Regions from separate parts of the Rattus norvegicus genome. Here region 1 is linked to region 2. Evidence: chromatin contacts called from public Hi-C data. All regions are on one chromosome and are shown on one strand. Each heading gives the region's core, a stretch centred on a gene start, on an enhancer-like site or on the middle of the called end of the contact. The rest is flanking DNA. Distances are from core to core; before and after follow the strand shown. Region 1 holds the start of Plce1 (phospholipase C, epsilon 1). Region 2 overlaps LOC134485233 (a long non-coding RNA gene).

Region 1 (3,740 bases), core at 89-2,588, 38 kb before region 2:
ACCATAAAATTACTTTTGTTGCTAATTCATAACTGTAATTTTGCTACTGCTGTGGATTGTGTGGTAAAGCTCTGTGTTTTCTGATGGTATTAGGCATCCCTATGAAAAGATCCCTCTGGTTGTGAACCACAGGTTGAGAACCTTTGTTCTAGAGCATATTGTCAAGCATGGTTCAGAAAAACCACAGTTCTGTATAGTAACTGAGGAGGGATGGTGAGCTCCTCCTGCACTGACAACTAGGAAGCTATACTGACATCCAGAGAACCACCTGCCACCCCTTCCCAAGACTGGCTTTTAACTATTGCTTCTGGGTTCACGTTCCTGACTTTAGCTGTGCTATTCTGTGCCCTTAGCATCACCCTGCCCCCACAGGGGGCGTCTACAAAAGAGTTAAGAAAACCCACTAATGCTGATGAAATTCTGAACTTTGTACAAAAAAGTTTTCGGCGAAGTCGACTCTAGTTACTAAAGAGCTTATTTTTTTAATGCACTGAATTATTGAATAATGAATAGTCCCTATACAAATTGATTTAGTCAATTGAACCAAATGTGCCATGACTTAAATGTAAGGGGGGGTACATATTTACCCTGTGCACGTAACACGGGCCATGGCCAAAGAATTGTGAATCTGTGTTATTTAGAAAGACTTTAGAGAAAAAGCATAGCCGTTCTCGAAATCACCAGTCAGAGTGAAACAGGTCCAGTGCTGTATTTCCTAGGATTCCACAGATAAATCTCTCCGGAAACAATGTCTGAGAACTTTCCTTGAAATGCGTTGCTGAGAAAGGGACTTCTACTTTGCTTTGTGCTGGGCCACTTCCACACCACACACACACACACACACACACACACACACACACACACACACACACACACACACACACACAGCATGAAATGGTGAGCCGAGGCCAGGGTAACCGGGTGACCTCCAGCCTAGCATTCCCCAAGGGATGACTGCCCCGGCTGTCCCCTGGGAGGCGGGAGCCGCTGACTGGGCCACCAGGTACACGAACTCAGGCTGCCGCCCGGGAGCGACTCCAACCCGGAGAGCACCCAGCCCAGCTCTCCGGATCTGCGGTCCTCAGTGACCAAGAGACAGAGTCGCAGGCTCACCTTAGATCTCCAGCCAGACGTGCGGCGGGACCAGAGTGCCGCGTCCCTGGGGACCTGGTCCACGCGCGTGCGTCCCCAGAGCCGTGGAGAGTCCCAGTTACAGAGTGTCAGCCGCACAGCCGATTCCCAGGAGCGAACAGAAGCCGGGCAGAGCACAGCGGGGCGCGCAGCCGCCGTCCACTGCTCTAGCCCGCCGCCCCCGCCGCCAGCCCGCGCTCCGGGCTCAGCCCGCGCGTCCCTCGCCCCAGCAGTGCGCGCTGCCCGGAGCCGAGCGGAGCGGGGCGGCGCGGGCCCCCGCCCTGGGCCGGGCTTTCCCAGAACTCGCCCGCGGGGTGAGAGGCCGCGAGCGCCACCGCGGGCCGCCCGGCGACTAGGGGAGCGGCTAGTGCCTGGCCCGCCCCCCGACTCGGCTGGATGGGGCCCGCCCCCACCACCCTGCCTCCCCACCCTAGCAGTCCGGACGACCCCCGCCAGACACCCGGGCCAAGGAGCCCAAGAGCCAGTCGGTCTCAGGTCCAGGAGGGAACCGTCTCCAGCTGCGACAGATCACCTTGCTCCGGGAGAGCCGGAATTCTGCACACCTCGGGTGCAAGAGGTCCTCTCTCACTGCCTCCCCTCCTGCTGACCATCCCTGGGTGACAGACCGGGAAACTGAGGACCGAGGTTACTAAGTGACTTTAACAAAGTTACTCTAGTAGGAATCAGCAACGAGACTCCCACCACTCGCATTCTTCCATTCATTTCCGAGTACTTGTAGAATGCTATCTATCATTGTGCCCAAGACACTTCTTTTGCTATGTGTGACTACTCATGCCTGTGATCTCTTACAAAACTAAACCGTGCCTGTTTGGTCTTTCCGAAGCAAGTCTGGAGATTTTCACAGCTGCTAGAAACTGCCGGCTTTGCCTAGAGCGTCCTTGGCTACTGGCAAAAGTTTTATGCCCTATCTGCAGTTAGGAGAGCCAGAGACCTGGAGAAAAATCAAACCTCCTCCCGTTTGCCCAAACCTGTGCCTTCTCCTTTTTTACCTGGCTGTCTTACAGATACCCGTAGGCCTGATGCCCTCTCCCACATTCAACCAGAACCAATTCTTTCCGGCCCACGTCTCAAGTCTGCATTTTCCTTGGACCAAATCAACCCTCCACGCCACAGCCATAGTCGTTCTCCTCCACAACTTTAATTAATGCAGAAATCTTCAGTATCTCCATACTAACCATCTTGTGTGAAGGCCACCATGCCCTAGCCAGTATGAGCCATACAACAGGGTGTGTCCAGCTCCCATCCTCCCGGAACTCTACCTGTAACTTCGCTGGATCACGGAGGTCTCCCACAGGCTCTGTCTGCTCTTGCTGGGTTTAGGTAGCTTCTTAAATGAGATCTCCCCTCCTTGGAGCCTCTAGCACAGGAGAGACTGGAGCAAGAATGCATAAGACAGCCAAAGAATTCTGCCCGTAAGAAAAATCTGCCAGCCCTATCCTTACACTGTTTTGCTGTTTTCTCACCACTAGGGTTTTAATGAAAACTAATGTTTCTGCTTCCCACAAAAGCTGGTTCAGGAAGGGCTTAGCAGAAGGCCTTGGGGGAGATTTTTTGTTCGTTAAGTGTCAGGTTTTTAGTTTTAGACCACCAATAAATAAATGGTCATTTACCCCAACCATAGACTTGGGCAAGTAAGTGGAGAGGTCAACAAGTACCTTCCTGGTAGGATGGGGCTTTTATTTAACATATGGCATTCCTCTGGGATTTGTGTAGTTCATTTAGTGGATCTAGCCATCCAGATATCATCATCACCTGGTACCCCAAACTTGTGGTCAGTTGTTCTTTTTTTAAAATCTGATCTGGGAATCAAATTGCTGCAAAGCTGGTGGCCATAAAGGCAGTAAACACCGAGCCCTCCAGCTGAGCCAGTGCACTGTTGAGATCGAAGACAAACGGGGGGTCCCATAAGTAGAAAGCTGATGACCACCCAAGTATGGTGGCCTGCAGGCTCCGCCCCGATACGAAGGGTGCCTTTCCCAACCCCTTGCAAAGAGAGTATCCAGATCAATGTTCCCTGCTCACTCCCTCCATAAATGCCACTGGAGGGAGCCTAGTCCCTGAGGCTGCCTCACCGCATTGGAATGTCTGAGCTAACAGGACTTCCAGAGGGTTCATTGCTCCCTCTGAACAGCGCTGCCCAGACTTTCTGGAGATTTTGATTCACTCCGCAACCTCGCCAACTCTTGCATACAAGGTGCCTTTTTTTTTTTTTTTTTTTTTTTTTTACACCCTGCCCTCTGTTCAGTCAAACATGCAGACCATCTCAGGGGCACAATGGCTCCATTCAAGGCTTTTTCAGAAGCGCAGCATATAACCTCTGCGCTGTGGGTTGCTGCCAGCCATTATCTGCAGGAAGAAAGACTGTCAGATAAAGCGCCTGAGAATCGGAGAAGCGCTGGACAACTTCCATGGAAAATTCAGTTCAGAGAAGCAAGACCGCGTCTCGGTACAGAGGACCATTCTGCCGAGTAAACAACAACAGCTTCCAGGAAGGGCACCATGGAAATTGTATCTTCACGGAGAGCATCAGTGTTGGAGACTGAAGAAGAAAGCGGGACATCATAGACCACTTAATGGAAATGGACTTA
Region 2 (3,794 bases), core at 213-2,712:
CCATGGAGGGGTGCTGCTTACTGGCTTGCTATTCATGGCTTGCTCAGCCTGCTGTCTCATAGAACCTAGGACCACCAGACCAAGGATAACCCTACCCACAGTGGGCAGGGCCCTCCTCCATCAATCACTAGTGAAGAAAATGCCTACAAGCCTGCCTATGACCAAATCTTATGAAAGCATTTTCTGAATAGAGGTTCCCTCCTCTAAATGAGTTTAGCTTGTGTCCTGTTGGCATAAAACTATCCAGCAAACCTCCAAAGTGATAGTATATGACACTTCCTTTACCTTGTTTTGTGGATGTGGACCCTGGTTTTCAAAAAAAGACCTGTGCCGTGCTTGTTGAGACCCAGTTTCAGGAGAGTGGTCCTCAGCCCTGACTGTATAGTGCTATCACTGAATGCCTACTAGACTGCCCCACCATCTAAAATCCGGGCTGCACCTCAGACAGAATAAACTAGATTATCGAAGGAACTGAGGCGTCAACTTATTCAAACTCCAACTGACTCCAGCGTGCAGTAAATGGGGCCCCACTATTCAATGTCAAAGTAACCTCCCTTTTAAGCACCCACACTTGCTCGGTCACATTGCCAGCTAGTGTCCACCTACCTGTCTTGTCTGACTTCGGACGTCTGGATTCTGTACTTTAGATCTCTGGTTCCTGCTTGTAGTTCGTTTGGATCCTGACTTCTCTAGACTAACGGCCAGGAAGATTCAGGCATTTAAGTCCTTCCTTCTCCCTCCCTCCATCTTTCCTTCCCTCCTTCTTTCCTTCCTTTCTTCTAGTGTTTTAAGATCAAGTCCAAAACCTTGCGCATGTTTGGAAACTGCTCTGCGGCTAAGCTCCACCCCTCAGTCTCCCATCCAATAAGATCAAGGCTTTGAACTCTAGAGCTGTTCCCTACAGATCCTAAACTTTCGTCGGGTTCTTTCCTGGTCTGTCCACAGACTTGCTCTTGATCTTGTCTCCCTCTTTCCTCCTTTCTTCATGTCCAGGGTCTCTAACTGACCTCTTGCATCCGGCAGTTGATACCGTTTGTTTATCCTCACTGCTGGCTTCAAATACAGCTTCACTGCCCGCATCCATCACAGAAAGTCCCCGTCCTTAGAACCCCGTACCATCTAACCAAACCAGGGGCCTTTGCCTCAACCAACTTCCTCATCTCACCTAAATGGGAATTTTTGGCCTGACCACTCTGTCTGGTTTTCTCTTACCCTCTGGCTAGTCAGGCGGGCTCTATTCTGTTGGACATCACAAAGAATTGGAATCAAATGAAGGGAAATGCCTGGAGAAACACCAGGCTAAAGCCGACATATCGGGTTTCTGTGCCTTCTGAGGGGCTGTGCCTGCTCCAAATTCCATTCCACTGACCATGAGCCGTGTTCTCAGCGCAGGCAGCTGAATGAAGTGTGTATTAGAAACTACAGCTGCTCACCTCAGAGCTCCGAGGGCCTTCCTCCGAGTCTGGCTCCAGTGACTCAGGCTTGTCTCCACCTTTCTGGCCTGACCCAGAGCTTGGATACTGTGTTTCTCTGTTTGTCTAGTCATGGTTCACATCAGCCCCTAGCGTTCAACCCATAGCATAGATCCCTACCCACTTCTTCCTGGACATCTTTAGTTCTTCCCCAGCCTGCTTCCACTTTCCTCTCCCAACTATGCCACTTCACATCTTAAGAGAACCAGAGCTTAGTCGGAAGTCACATTAGCTCCATCGCATAGGGTCCCTCCACACCTCCCTTGAATACCGCGAGGGCAGAAGCCTGATCCGTGAGTCCCGCACGGTCTCACACTTTGAATGACAGGGTGGCAAGTTACAGATTGGCTAAAAAAAAAATAGTGAAATAAAGGTTTTTTTTTAAATGTTAAGAGTATTGCCTAATTTCCGAACTTAAATTTTAATTATTTTTCTATTTTCACTGTTAATAAAATTATTTTTAAAAATACACGTATTCAGTTGGTCATAGCGGCCCATCCTTGTAACTGTAATTAATGCCACTTGGAAGGCAGATGCAGGTGGAGCTCTGTGAGTCTAGGCCAGCCTGGTTTTATTTTATATAGTGATTTCCAGCAAGCTAGCTTGGCCTACATAGTGTGACCCTGTCTCTAACTAACCAACTAACTAACTAACTAACTAACTAAACAAGCTAAAACAAAACCAAACAAACAAATAAACAAAACAAAACACGCCCCACATATTTCATGTTCAAATTCCCATCTTCTTTTTTACTTGAACTCTAACTCTCTCTCTCCCTCTCTCTCTCTCTCTCTCTCTCTCTCTCTCTCTCTCTCTCTCTCCCTCCCTCCCTCCCTCCCTCCCTTCCTCCCTCTCCCTCTCTCTGCCTCCAGAGTATGGGATTAAAATCATGCACCATCACCTCCTGGCTAAAGCCCCTCTCCTATAGCCATGTCTAACTTATAAATGTTGAGCTGACCTATAAGATATCCAGGAAATGACTGGCTCAAGAAGACACATAGTAAATATTTGTTGGGTGAATGGTTAATAAATACTGTGTTTATTAAGCCACTCAGTTCTTTTTTGCTGCAGATATGGCATACCGAGCTGGAAAGATCCAGGAATGTGTTTCAACCCGGACATTTTACAGATGAAAACAAGGACCAAAGGGAAGGTGCCGGCTGGAGACTGGAAATTCTCTTCCCTCCCTGTATACCCAGTCCTCCCTCTCCCCACAAACTGACTTTTACTGTATACCCAATCGGCCTATTAAATCAAGAGGTTTTCTCCTCTTTGCTCTCTTAGCTTCAGCATTCTTTGAACAACTCATGTGCAAACTTTCATTGTATGGCAGTGATAAAAAAAGAGAAAAATTTTATGTGTGGGACTGATAGTCTGTGGGACAAGATGGGGCCATTTTAGTAAAGAAAATGTGATGGCTTCGGAGATGGTTCTGCCAGGAAAGTGCTTGTGGAGCAAGCTTGAGGACTACGTTCAGATCCTGAGCACACAGGGAAATTTACTGAGTGTGGCAAAATGTTCCTGCAAACCACCCAACCCCCACCTCTCCATCCCCCAACTCCCCCATCCCCCATCCCCCATCCCCCATCCCCCACTGGATGCTGGGTAAAGACAAACACAGCCCTGGAGCTCTTCAGCCTGCTCACACAGCCTGAACCACAAGCTCCAGGTTCTGTATCAAAAAATAAGGTGGCGGGGTTGGGGATTTAGCTCAGTGGTAGAGCGCTTACCTAGGAAGCGCAAGGCCCTGGGTTCGGTCCCCAGCTCCGAAAAAATGAACCAAAAAAAAAAGGTGTCGAGTCCTAGAGGAAGACACCCTCTACATATATACACATGAGTACATCCCCTCCCTGGTACCCGTGCACACATATCACACACACACACACACACACACACACACACACACACGCATGCACACATGCACACCCCTTAAACATGTAAATATGAATGCCAATGGTAGGCAGTGTTTAAATAGTGAGAATCTACTTCTAGGGAAACACCTGAGAGGAATGATTGCGTGTGCCTACACAAAAACTTGTTCACAAACGCTTCGCTCTTTGTTTAACACAAGTTTTTTTTCTACATAGTTCAGGCTAGCCTTGAATTCTCAGACTCCTGATACCAATCTTGGATTTCCACACACATATGTGTGTGGCACACCAGTAGATACTGATATGCTCCACACATGCAAACATGGTACACACAATGCATGCATACAACACACATATGTGTGCAAAAATTAAAGATTGAAAATAAGCTTTGCCTTTGTAATTTTGTCCTTTGTCTATTTTTGAGGACCTTGACCTATCATTTCCGGAAGAG

The links. A called contact is a pair of places that touch in the nucleus more often than the background predicts.
Region 1: a contact with region 2 is called in a Hi-C map of the A7r5 cell line, with 2.5 times the contacts expected there. The contact joins the promoter of Plce1 here to the enhancer-like site in region 2. A contact is called at or near these places in 5 of 12 Hi-C or Micro-C datasets (the A7r5 cell line, the Rat2 cell line, Schwann cells and 2 more).

What each region holds. Positions count from the first base shown.
Region 1 is chr1:245,654,678-245,658,417 of GRCr8, reverse strand. Plce1 (phospholipase C, epsilon 1) reads right to left here and starts at 1,338. Exons shown (of 33, transcript NM_053758.2): 1 at 1,114-1,338.
Region 2 is chr1:245,617,114-245,620,907 of GRCr8, reverse strand. LOC134485233 (a long non-coding RNA gene) reads left to right here. Exons shown (of 2, transcript XR_010063255.1): 2 at 2,544-2,755. Among named protein-coding and RNA genes, the nearest start is that of Plce1, 38 kb to the left of the region's middle. Within about 2 kb of position 1,462, at least 10 of the 93 cell types and tissues checked have an H3K27ac peak or open chromatin away from gene starts, as enhancers often do. A contact at or near this core is called in the A7r5 cell line, where this site is marked.